Regions from separate parts of the Rattus norvegicus genome. Here region 2 is linked to region 1. A link is a contact called in public Hi-C data. All regions are on one chromosome and are shown on one strand. The core of a region is the stretch at or near the end of the contact, and the rest is flanking DNA. Distances in the headings are between cores, read along the strand shown.

What was found. A called contact is a pair of places that touch in the nucleus more often than the background predicts.
Region 2: a Hi-C map of hepatocytes shows a contact between it and region 1, with 1.6 times the contacts expected there. The contact joins the promoter of Plk4 here to the promoter of Intu in region 1. A contact is called at or near these places in 4 of 12 Hi-C or Micro-C datasets (the A7r5 cell line, Schwann cells, hepatocytes and 1 more).

What each region holds. Positions count from the first base shown.
Region 1 is chr2:125,536,267-125,539,978 of GRCr8, forward strand. Intu (inturned planar cell polarity protein) reads left to right here and starts at 1,507. Exons shown (of 16, transcript NM_001421108.1): 1 at 1,507-1,753. The coding sequence starts at 1,608.
Region 2 is chr2:125,728,291-125,732,016 of GRCr8, forward strand. It overlaps Plk4 (polo-like kinase 4), which reads left to right and starts at 2,190. Exons shown (of 16, transcript NM_001395103.1): 1 at 2,190-2,434; 2 at 3,139-3,234. The coding sequence starts at 2,405.

The DNA of each region.
Region 1 (3,712 bases), core at 257-2,756:
CCATTTCTGTAAGAACCCTAAAGGACGGATGAAGTTCAGAGTGTGTGGGGTTGATGAGCATGAGGAGGATCTTGGAGAGAGAACACCAAGGAAAGCCACTGAAACACGGTCCCTACTCCCACACCTCACCTATGAGTCTTTTTGTCTATATTCTTTTTAATGACGTACGGTAAAAGGGTAATTATAAAAATTTTCCTGAATCTGGGAGTCACTCAAATAGATTAGTCAAGTACAGGGAGAGAGTTCCAGACATCTCCCTTTGCAGACAGTAGACAAGTAAAAACAAGCCGGGGCTCATGGCTACCATCTTAAAGCCCAGGGCAGTCAAGCGGTAGCAGTCTCAGGGAGTGAGCCTCAGCATGTGCAGTCTGAGATTATATGTCCACTGGATTTCACAGACACTGTGGATGGCCACTGTATTGGACAGATGCTGTTGATGCCCACTGCTTGCTTGCTTGTGGGAAGAAGTCTCCATTCCTTCTGAGGTCACGGGCATCTTCCTTGGTGATTGTTTTTCCTAGACAGAGTGATATTAGGAGAATAATGTAGGCATTGTAACCTACTGTTGATTACCTTACTTAAATACAGTCACTGTGGTACTGATGCCTTGGTGGCTTGTCTTCTAGCCAGTCAGCTACTGTAAGTGACTAACAGGTGTGTTGCATATACAATGTGTGCACACTGACAAAAGTGGGTTTACTGCCAAGTGGGATGGAGCAAGACTGTGAGATTTCCCCACATAACCCAGAGTGATGGACAATCTAGAACTCGTTGTTCAATTCTGGAACTTATCACCCTATACTCTCGCACCTTGGCTGATCTTTGAAACCACAGGTAAGGGGACCTGGAGAAGTTACTCCTGAAGAGAAAATGTAGTGTATTGTAAAGCTTCAAGTTCATTTCTTAGTTGACTTTGTTGCTAGCTGTATACTCGTTCTTAATTCATTAAGCCCTACTTTTTAACTTAAACATAAAAGAACTATTTACTTCGTTGTATGCAAATATTTAGGATGGCATATGAATAGACAGAATGTAACTGAGTCAGCGATGAAGGACTCAATGGATAGTTATTATGTACCTTAAACATACTTGATGTACCTATTCACAAATCACAAATAAATTAAAAAAAAAGAATTGAGGGATTTTCACTAGCACCTAGAAGTGCATGAATGCAGAGGGTCTTTACCTCTAAGGCACTGTTTGTCAAAAATAAAACAAACAAACCCCACAAAAACTAGCTAAATAGAACCTATCCTTTTGGATCACGATTTTAAAACATAATAGAAAAAAGAAAATAAGATATCGTACAAACTGTCAATATGAAAAGAGTAAAAGAATCTTTGCTTGGCTCTCCCGTGCAAGAGCGTGAGGAAATGCCAAACAGGGAAGTTTGTACTAGCTGTGAAAAGAGCACTTTAGTTTCCAAAAATGCTCCGCCTCTGTACCGAGAAGCTTCCCTGTCTCCCGGGCAACCGGCGCCCCAGCCAATCGCAGCTGAGTACCAGGGTCACGTGACCCGGCCTGGCAAAATGGCGGAGCTGCTGAAGGCAGGGCTGGCGGGCTCTAGAGTCTGATTTTTCTCCCCGGGAGCTCTCGCGACCGAAAGGATGGCGGACCCTGCGAGGAGAGACCCGCGAGGTCGCGCGCCCGAGCTCCCTGGAGACCTGTCCTCACAGGAAGAGGAAGAGGAGGAAAGCGACTCCGACGCCGGGGCCAGCAGCTTGGGCTCCTGCTCCTCAGCCAGCAGCGACACGTAAGGCTCCAGGAAACCGAGGGTCCTCTCTCCTGAGCACACGTATGGGGAGTGGGGTGCTGGCCTGCTTGCTGCGGTCTCCGAATAAAAGAGTCCCTGCCTCTGGGTGGATTCTGTGTCTGTGAAGGATCTCTGTGGTGCTCCTGAACCTTCCCCCGTAACATTGCTTCTTACCTCACTTGTGTCTTAGACTCCAGAGCATTCTTTAACATTTATATTTTTATTACTTTTTATTATATGTACCTGTGTGTCTTTGTGTGGGTATCTGCACATGAGTGCAGGTGCCCACAGAGGCCAGCAGAGGGCATTGGATCCCAGGAACTAGAGTTTCCCGGGTTATGAGCCACCGTGTTGGTGGTTGAAACTAAACTCCAGTCTTCTCCAAGAGCAGCAAACGACCCAACCTATGACTTCCCTCTGCACCCTCAGACTCCAGAGTATTTACTGGAGAGAGACACCGTACACACACTTTATAAAGCAACTATTTTATATTGGAGAGATGTTTCTTGTGGAAGTGATAGCAGAAAGAGGACCCTCGTATCAAGACATCCTCTCTGTCTTCAGCATATTCATGCTGTGTTTTTCTGTTCAACTCCAGGGTTTCTACTTCAAGCCAGAATCCTTGGTAATACTATGAATGAATTATTTTGAGTGACAGTATTTCAATTCTTAAGGAATCTGTCCCTGTTGCTATGGATTAAGGACTTCTTGGAAAAGCCACGGGTAACTTACAGTGAATGGCAGGGAAAAGGTTCAGGCCACTGTGTACACAAAGACCATCGGTAGTTTTAGGAGGACATTTTATTTGCAGTTAGAGCTAGCAGTTACAAATAATTGTGACCATCTTCAACCAACCGTATGTAACACATTCTTTCTTTTTTAGTTGTCACGAAAAATAAGGGAAAACCCTGCTTAAATCCATGCTAGAAGCTTACTACAGATAGATCGTGTTCTTAAAACTCTGAACAGATGTAAGAACATCAACTTTTTATAAGTTGTTGTCATCTTAAAAAGTGATTCAAAATGTTGTAGTTTGTTCTAGATTCACATCTGTTGCTCTGGTAAGAAATTATGACCAAAGGCAACTTTGAGGAGAGGGGAGTTTTTTTTTTACTTAAAATCCCAGATCAGAGTCTATTACTGAGTGAAGGACTTCAAGGCAGGACCTTGAGGCAGGCCTGCTTTGCCATTCTACATAGCAATCCTTCCAATCAAAGAACTCACTTCACAGCCAGAGCTTCAAGGCAGGATGCATGGAGGGCAATGATGGCGGGCCGGCTGGTGGGCTGGCGGGCAGGCAGGCACGCTGGTTAAGCCCAGCTAGCTTTCTTGTGTAGTTTCAGAACCACACTGGCTTGGGATCTACATCAGTTATCAATCAAGACAATTCCTTACATGCCCACAGATCCATCTGATTTAGGGCACTTCCTCAATTGAGATTTTCTTCCTAGATAATTCTAGGTTGTCTCAAGTTGGCAGGTAGTACTAACCAGGACACGGTCATTTCATGAGTTTCCTGGAAGGAAACGGACATTACAAAACCTTATTGTGCTGTGGAAGCATCAGACTGAGGTTCTCATGCTTGATTTCTCTACATCTTAGTCACATACCTTTCTCCTAGGAATAATTTGTACCTAAGTCCTGAAATGACCTCGAGCATCCAGTGGGGTTTTCTTGAGAACCTTGTAGGAAAACCTGTATTTTGTGGTCTGGAATACATGTGTCTATGTCTTTATCACTCATTTACCAACCACTCCAAACATCCCAGTGCCCTTGTGCTGATAGTACACGCCTATTGCCTGTTTCCCACCAACATTCAGATTTCTTTTTTGTCTGTTCCTTATTGGTATGTGTAACATGAAGGAGAGATTGCTGACCTGCCTTGGGAAGTTCAAATAGTTTGTTTTATTAGGTATTTACTGCCTGCCATAAGCTACAGTTACAGTGTGAGTTGGGTCA
Region 2 (3,726 bases), core at 940-3,439, 190 kb after region 1:
AAAGAAAAAAAATGTTTCTGTAAATATGAATAGTAAAAATTAACCATTTAGAGTATAGAGTGCTTTAATTATAGATAATTCAACAGAAATGTAACAGTTCTGACAAAGTCTCAGAACACAGAAAGTAACCGGCAATGAAGTGATAACAGAAGGCAATAAACATATAAAACAAAAAGTAACTGGATGACATGGATTTATATCAATAGTTATGGTCTATTAATGGACTCTGACAAACTTTAAATGCATGTGAAATAGTTCAAAAACAAAGGCCACAAAGTAAAGCCCAGGAATACCGAAGATAGCTTTAAGACTTTTAAGCAACAGTCTAATTCATCTATGAAACTAGATACAGTGGAAAACATCTAAAATCTGGATCTGGAATTCAAGGCCAGCCTGAGATAAACAGCATGACCCTGTGTCAAAATGATTTTATTTGCCTATTAAGGCACTACAAAAGAAATTCTATATTGCAACGTGCTTAAAATTAAATTTCTAGAATGTTAAGTCATGCTGAAATCAGAGTACTTCTATGAATGTAAACATTCCTTGAACTACAAATGAACCCATTAAATTGCAGGTTTCTGTTTTTGATGTGCAGTCATTCCTGTGTGTATGTAAATCACATGTTAATTATAAAATATCTCTTCACACAAAAGTGCAAGCTCCATAGGGCAGGCATATTTGTTTTCAAGCAGCTTTGAGAATGTCAAGCACATAATCAACTTTTTTTGTTTTTTAGATTTTATTTTTATAATGTGAGTATATGTAAGTATAGGTTTGTGTACATGAGTGTCATGCCAATAGAAGCCAGAAGATGGCATCAGAGCCCATGGACTTGGGTAACAGAAGGCAAGCTGACAGCAGGGAGGACTGATGAATATGGCCCTTTCTCCCACAGCAGCAAGCTCTCAATCACTGTGTCATATCTCCAACCCCTGAGAACTGGAACTGGAAAGCATGGGCCAAGCACTTGTGAAATGATGCTTTGTTTGCAGGATAACAATGTGTTCATCTAAATATGTGTGGAGATTGGCTTTAATTTATCTCAAGGATATAACAGTCAAAGAAAATGGTCCCAAATAAGGACCTCACTTAGTCTTTCTAAACTGCCCTTTGAGATCCATTTTTGTTGCCAGACAAACACACACACGCTCCTTCCCCAAGTGCCATTATCTTTGGTTTGCTGTCTTTCCAAACCAGTCTTTTTCCTGTCCTGGAGTCACTGGCATTTCAGGATAACAACCTAGACCTGGATTGTAATACTATTAGGACTTCTGTTTAAAGGAGATAAAACACAGGCAGACTGAGAGATAACACACGATTTCGGGCCTTAAAAACAAGTCATTACTTTTGATCTTTTGCATCTGATTTAAAATCTCAGGACAACTAAGCTTAAAAAAAACCCTGCAGGTTTATTTACTAACAGTTTGTGATTACCTCTTTTCTCTGCTTGTAAAGATCCTTACTACTATTCAAAACAGTTTTCAAGGAAAATAACTTAGCCTAAGTCACATATAATTTGTGAGATTGGTAGCCCAGGTTAACCTGAAACTTGTTACAATCCAAGGACGGACTCAACGAGTGTGTCGCTGTGTCCCAACTTTTAATATTTGCCTGGGCAGGGGATTGCTGGGAGAGAAGGGGCTGGAACCCAAGGATTTGTACGTGCTTGACAAGCATTTTACCACTCAAGTACATCCCCACGCCTTTAAAGCAGAGTCGGTATTTTCGCTATACTATTCATCATCTTAAAGCATCACACATTAATAGCTGTATAAAGGGGAAAAACATAATAGCTGTATAAAGGGGAAAAACTACGAAGGTGTACAAGGTGGGCGGGGCTTATTCTAAGGAAGGTAATCGACTTTACCCCCCCAGGTCAAGTCTAAACACTTATTTGAAAGAATTGTTAGGGAAAGCCAAAGTCCGGAGTATGCTAGGGAAACCCTCTGGTATTGCGCTCTGCTCCCGGCTCTGAAACTGCGTCGTCCTTCAGATCAAAACGTAACCTACCAACTAGAAACATCCACTGTTAGCGTCCGCGTTTTGGTCAGTTTCACACCGACCACTTTCCATCAAACTTGGACCCACTTCCGGACCAGAGCGCGGAAGCCCCTGCCGCGCATGCGCGTCGGTCTCAGCCTCTCAGAAGTGGAGAGTGCTGACGTCACCGCCAGCCTGGCCGGTTCGGAGACCGGCGGGAATTTTTCAAAATGGGAGCATCGATGCGCCGCCCAGGCCTCTGGAGGTACCGAGATAAACTTTCGGTGGCGTTGGCGGCGTCGCCAGCGGCGGCGGCATAGAGAAAGCATCCTGATGGGCGCCAAGACCTGCTGGCTTCTCGGAGCGCTGCCTCGGAGGGACTGCGAGACGGCCGAACCCGGGGCACCGGCGGCTCGGGAACATGGCGGCGTGCATCGGAGAGAGGATCGAGGTGAGGCGGGCGGGCGGGCGCGGAACCGAGGGAAGGTCCGAGTGAGGCGGACTCTGATATTCGGGGACCGACTAAGCTGAGGTGCACCGAGCACTGTGCTGAGGGAAGGTCGGAATACCGCTTGGTACAAACACCGGAGCGGGCGGGCGCAGGCTGAGTTAGTCTGGATGAGGCGCTCGCTCACTCACTGGTGCTCAGTGACACAGGTAATGCGGTGTTCCGCGGGCAGGCGCAGTGACTGGGCAGATTGTGGAGGGACCAGCGAAGCGGCCCGCCCCTGGGAGCCCCGCCCGGAGGGGAGCGCCTGGTACCCAGCAAGTGTGTCGCCAGCTGTGGGCCCCGCCCGGTCCCGGCTCCCCTAGGCGTCGGATTGCCACTCCCGCCTCCAAAGCCGCGCTCCGCCTGCCCCCTCCCCGGGGACGGCGGTTACCGTGGCGGGAGCTGCGGCGGGAGCCTGATGGACCAGAGTTGGGACCCGAGTTAACCAGCTCATTAGAGTCCTTAGCTTCCAACAGGGCTGGAGCTTAGAAAGTCTCTCAGCATCAAGATGCCTTCCACCCCAGACACCTGCATCATCGAGGTGTGGCAGCTTCTTGAACTATGTCCCATTTTCCCCCTGGCCCATTTTACATTCCAGTTCCTACCTAGCTTTCTTGCTTTCTAGTTCTGCGATTCCTCACTTGTAATCTTTAAATTTTTTTAAGGACTTTAAGGTTGGAAATCTACTTGGTAAAGGATCATTTGCTGGTGTCTACAGAGCTGAGTCCATACACACTGGTTTGGAAGTTGCAATCAAAATGGTAAGAAAGTATTAATTATTGTTTCTTCAGTATTTTGCAAGGTACTAAAGAGCAATAGAGGGGTGCTATTCAAAATGCCCACTCTATCTACTAAAGACTGCATGCACCTGCCACCTCCCGCATGTGTGCATATGTAGTAATACATTGCATAATATAATGGATATTCAAAAGACAGTGCTGTTAAGTGCAGCATCTGAATTTAAAGACATTTAAGAGACTCTTAACTTGCTTAAGTGAAGTTTTTATACTTTATAGTGTTCGGGAGACTAATACATTTTGTTGCTATGAATACTTATATGAAAAAGTTAGCAATGTACTTAGAATAATATGCCCATGTGTGGCTGTAGCAGTCCAAGAATATCATTATGGTCAGCCTGTAATCGTGTCTCTGAAGATTTGTAAAAAGGAAAATGCTAAATCCAGGGCCAACCTCTGCTGTCACATAAATGCATTGGACACATTTTGAATGTACTCGGCTAGGTACTCGGCAAG